Regions from separate parts of the Mus musculus genome. Here region 2 is linked to region 1. A link is a contact called in public promoter capture Hi-C data. All regions are on one chromosome and are shown on one strand. Each heading gives the region's core, a stretch centred on a gene start, on an enhancer-like site or on the middle of the called end of the contact. The rest is flanking DNA. Distances are from core to core; before and after follow the strand shown.

Region 1 (2,816 bases), core at 111-2,610:
TTAAAAATGGTGGTCCACTTGCAAATACTCAAATTTCAATTCTTAATTCTAGAAGCCAAATTATGTCACATATTTTTGCCTTTAATCAACAGTCAAAAAGCCAATAAATACTTGTTGGAGGTATTTTGTAGCCTAAATTCATCTTTCATCCAAACATCATTAAAATATACAGTTTGTGTATAGAACTATTTTGATCTCTCACTCAAACTTCTTAAAAATAATCACAATAATTTATTTGGTGTATTGCATTTGTTTTAAAATGTTCATTTTTGGAGATCAAAGAAAAACTCTAAAGTCCTCTTATTATGTCTTTCATAGATTAATTTATTATTTTCAGCCAAAATTATACCTATTATATCATCAGGATCATTGATGTTTGACATTATTCATTGAGTTAGTAACCGCAAGCAAAAATACAATTAATAAGCCCTGCTTACCTTTAAGGCTAATGAAGACTGCAAAAGAAAGGGTTTTTATAGTCTATTAATGGTTTGTCTACCCATGATTGTTCAAATTACAAGAAGAAAGAAAATTATTTACCTTTGTAGGTCTCTTTGTGAGTAATGTGAGTTACTGTGAGGTCCATCAAATGTCGAATTAATGAATAGCAATATGTTGATATTTTCTTGATTGTGTGTTGAACAATAAGCAAATGGTACACTAAAATATCAAATGCCAGTAGTTAATTCAAAATCTGTAGTAAGCATAACTATATTTACTTAATAATTTAGCTTCTTATATAGCTGAGAAAATCATAGTAAAATATTACCAAATTAGAATCTCAACTAATTTACCTACCAGGTGGTGGTTTAGGTACCTTCTATCTTTATGTGTCCACAGCACCCAGGCAAAGGTCTACAGAAAGCTCAAATACTGTACACCACTCAGAGTAGGTAATTGGAATTATCTTAAATAAACTGTTAGTCTCTGAAAACAACAATTAGATATTTCTGCTTCTCAATTTGACTTCACATGACAACCCCACTACTTCCATAATAATATAAAACTTTCTTCCAAAGATCCCATGTACCTTTCCCAATAAACAAATTTTCTTTGTAGTATGCCTCTGTAAGTTAGAAACCAAGCTATTTCCCTACAGTTTATACACTATAAAACCTAAAGTTACATAATACCATCAAAGTCATAGAGCTTCAAGAATAGCAAGACATTTTCCTCCAAGTTTTCCATTTCTCCTATTAAAGGAAGCAGTCTTTATTATACCTGTCTTCCTAGAGATGAGTATTTGGTCAATATTAAGGCTGGACATACCTAAAAGTGTTAGCTGAGTTTATAGAAGGTAAAAGAGTATCATCCACAGCTTGTGATCTGCTGCTGTAGTCTCTGGTAGTGCTTGCAAGGCTGACCCCTGAGCTTGTAGTTCTCTACTGTATACCCTGGCAACAAACCCAAGCAGAAAGGATTAGCATCTGACAGCTGCAGTTTCTCTGCCTCTGGTTGCACAACAGTGACATTGTGAAGCCTGAAGCAAAGATTGAAGAACAGTAAGAATGTTCCATGACTGCCTGGGAACACAACTAGAGCTTTTAAATATACACCACTCCTGCAGTGAGAACATAGACTACTTAGACGAAGCAAACTCAGTTTTCTATTCTGATGCCAAAAGTTATTTTAAGACTCTGTGGCTATGATGTCCTATGAAATAGACACCATATGGTTTTCATGTCATCTATCTGGGTGTCAACATGGTTTTTAGAATCTAACAACTACACCAGTATGTGAGTAGCATTATTCTCTACCCAAGAATCAAATAACCACAATTCCTTCTCACTGGGGCTGAACAAACAGAGTAAGATATGGTTCACTGAGCATCTACAAACCAGCACATAGGTATACATCTCAGGGCATACACATATTCCATTTCTCTGATAATGCTAGCCTTAATGCTGCAGGAGGAATCAAAGCTAAGAAGACTGCACACTCAGGCGTGTGAGTACAACTTCAAGAAATACTTTTATACCATGACATACACAGAGCTAAGCATCACGAAGCTAAGTATTCATTAGTCATATCAGTAACTGCTTATGATTTGGAGCTATTACCTACTATATTTCTTACCTTTCTTCATTATAAAACAGGATTATAAAAATCACAGAAGATGTACTTGGGGAATACATATTATAGGTAAAACATTCCTGGAATCGCAAAACTATACAGAATGTATACTGCTATGTAAAGCCAGTTAATTTTTGTCAGAGGACAACCTACACTTTTGACTGTTTAAAACACAAATGAATAGTGACTTGATAAACAAAAATTATATACCTCATCTCATGGAGTTATTTGGAAGATCACAAAATCTCCAATGGTAGATTTACACGATGCAGAACTCCCAAGTCAATATTATATTAACCAACATGACAATAATTATTTGTCACACTGAAGAGTACATGGAGACTTGTGCCCCTCTGGTTGTGCCTTACAGAAGGCTTACGTGTCTATTAGGAAAGCAAATGTTAAACACATACACAGATACATACACATACATACATACATACACATACACTTCTGCTTCATGATATCACAGCACTACCAAAGCAGTCAAAAATTCTAGGAATTACTGATTACTGATTACTTGTTGCTGCAGTTTGGATGTGTGATGTTACTGTTTGGTTGATGTCCCTGGGAGGCCTGTTCTTGTCTGAGGGGAGGTAGAGTAGGAGTAGATCTACAGAAGAAGGTAGGAGTGAGAGACTAGAGGAAGGTAAGAGAGGGGAAACTCCAGCAAGGCTGTAATTTATGGAAGAATAATAGAAGTTGATAGAAAGGAAGGAAGGAGAAGAGAGGAGAGGAGAGGA
Region 2 (2,816 bases), core at 156-2,655, 810 kb after region 1:
AACATTGCTTTGTTCTTTAGCTCATAAGATGCATCTCTTCAGTTCCGAGCCTAGCTCTTGTGTGAACTTTCCAAATCACCTGTTATGAGTTCTGTTGCATTGCTGTGACTCTGAACAGTACAGTTGATTAATCTGAATGATTGTCAGGCTTCTCTGAATGCATCTTCCCATAAGAGCTATTATGAAACTATGTCTGGTTTTGCATCTTCAAGCAATGTTTTTGTTAAAAATCTCTGCAAATATTTTCTCTTATCTATTAAACATGGAATAAAGTCGTTTCTCTACCAGAGAATTTTGTGAGAATGAGTTTAAAAACAGTGAGTAATGCTAAATACTTAACCAACATTAAGTTATTGACAGGACTTCTAGTTTCCAAACAATGTGTTTGCTGCTGGATATCTTTCCCTCCCTATCCAAGGTCTTTTCCTAGATACCTCTGTCACAGCCATCTTCCAATCAAAGCACTTACACACTTAGTTTCTGGTAACTACTAATGAAATGACAACACAGAGAGCAGACAAAATGTGTCTGTTCTTACTACATTTAGTTGCAAAATTACAGACAGGCCCTCTGAGAAGTCCACCAAGCAGGTGACTAAGACAGATGCAGATACTTACACCCAACCAATGGCCTGAAGTTGGTGACCCCTGTGGTTGAATTAGGAAAAGGCTGGAAGAAGTTTAGGAAGAGGGCAACTGCTAGTTGACACTAGCAGTCTCAGCTAATCTAGACCCCTGAGATCTCTCAGACACTAAGTAACCAACTAGGCAGCATACATGAGGTGATTCAAGACCACCAACATATATACAGCAGAGGACTGCCTGGTATGGCCTCCATGGGAGGAGACACACCTAACCCTCAATAGACTTGAGGTCCCAGAGAGTGGGGGGGAGGTGTTAGGTGGTGGGGGACATTATCTTGGAGACAGCAGGGGAAGAGAAGTGGGATGGAAACTGTGGAAAGGGGGACCGGGAGGAAACAACTCTGGACTGTAAATTAAAGTAAAAGTAATTAAAAAGAAAAAGAAAAAATTCTCAAGCTACCTGCAGGTTCATACATAATTAAGAAAGATAGCACAAAGCAAGCTACAATTTCTTACAAGGCATTCCATTTACAGCTCTCCCATTTTCAGGCACAGTCCGACATATGTGCTACACTCCCACACATTTTATTTAAATGACACATCTCTCCTTAGTTTCAATTATTTCTCATACACATGGATTTCAACATTTGTCAATGGTAATAAAATACAACTAAACAGTGAGTCAGGATGTAGCAGCTCCTCGGGTAGTTTTTTTTTTTTTTTTTTTTTTTTCATCCATGTGTTTGCAATGTGCAGGGTCACGCCACTTGCAGGATGTTTGTGTAATCACTGGGGAGTCATGAACAATAGAACTGCTGGAAACATCTGGCTTCATGTTTTGCTATAGAAAATTAAAATCTCTAAGGGCAGCTGTGTAATCTAACCAGCATCTGGAGAGATTTTTGTTTTAGAAAATGAATCCTTGGGTTTACAACCTACAGAAGTTAAAATAATGCTTTTCTATACTTGGATACTTAAAGTTTATCCTTATATAACCTAGAGCAATCTTCACAGTACCATAATACTAGGAAAGTAATTTATCTATGTGATATAGTTGATTGACATGTATGTGTGCATATATAGACACTTACTTGACATATTTCTTCTTCCTTGTATTTTCCTACATATACTCTAATTATATATTTTCGACTCTTATGAAAAGCTGTAAGAAACACTAACTTCTAGATTGCTTTCAGAATATCATTTTTCTACTGAAACAAGTCAGAGATTTTTAGAACAGGAACCACTAGAGATATGGGGAAAAATGTGGAAGTTCAGTTTAAAATATTTACTGAACAAGAAAGCTATAAAAAACTTTTAAACTTATATTGAAAACTTAAAGATAGATGACGATAAAGTAGAGTGCTTGCATTCATGGGCCCCTGTTTTGATCCCGAGGGCAGCATAAAACTAGCAATGTTATATGCCTGTAATCCTAGCATCCAAAAGGTGGAGATAAGAGGACCAGAAAGTTTGAGCTCAAGCTGAGGACATGTCTTAAATAAGAGGTCTGTCTATGCAAGCATGGGCTTCTGAGTTCAAATCCCAAGTACCCCATGAAAGCCAGGCATAAAAACAGGCATCTCTTAGGAACTCACTAAGTAGCCAATATAGCTGAAACTTTGAGCTCCAGGTTTAATGAGAAATCCCATCTCATACCTGATGTCCCCTCTGACCTCCTTATGCAGCAATATGGGTGTGCATAACAGCACATATATACATGCACATACATGAAACACACATGTATTTATACACAGCATATACATAAGCATTCAAACAAAAATAAATTAACATAAAAGCTTTTCATCCTTAGTTATATAGTAAGTTTGAGGCCATATTGCATTACACAAAACTCTGTCATAAATAAATAAATGTGAAAAATAAAAAAGGATTTTAAATATTTTACCACAAAAATTTACACACTAAATGTGATGGCAGATATGTTAATTAGCTTACTTTGATTAATTCTTAACTTACTTCAATTTAATTGACATTGTTATTTTCATTTAAATACAATATTTTTGGCCACTAAAATTTCTAATAGACATTTATAGAATATAATGTAGTCTCAAAATCTTACTTTGAATAATAAAGGAAAGAATTGATTTTTAGTCTATTCTTCATGCATGTGAATACATCACAGACCAAAGAGTTAAATTGGAGAAAACCTAAATTTTCATTTAAATGAGGTAAAATAAATGATCATTTTAAACTTTGCCTTTTGTTTTTTTGT

Evidence for each region. Promoter capture Hi-C pulls out the DNA fragments that hold promoters and counts their contacts.
Region 2: a promoter capture Hi-C map of the 3T3-L1 cell line shows a contact between it and region 1, with 23 times the contacts expected there. The contact joins the enhancer-like site here to the promoter of Mettl21e in region 1. A contact is called at or near these places in 4 of 39 promoter capture datasets (the 3T3-L1 cell line, embryonic stem cells and hippocampal neurons).

Annotation. Positions count from the first base shown.
Region 1 is chr1:44,217,571-44,220,386 of GRCm38.p6, forward strand. Mettl21e (methyltransferase like 21E) reads right to left here and starts at 1,361. Exons shown (of 5, transcript NM_207281.3): 1 at 1,270-1,361; 2 at 541-660. The coding sequence starts at 586.
Region 2 is chr1:45,030,491-45,033,306 of GRCm38.p6, forward strand. No RefSeq gene overlaps it. Among named protein-coding and RNA genes, the nearest start is that of Col3a1, 280 kb to the right of the region's middle. Within about 2 kb of position 1,406, at least 32 of the 459 cell types and tissues checked have an H3K27ac peak or open chromatin away from gene starts, as enhancers often do.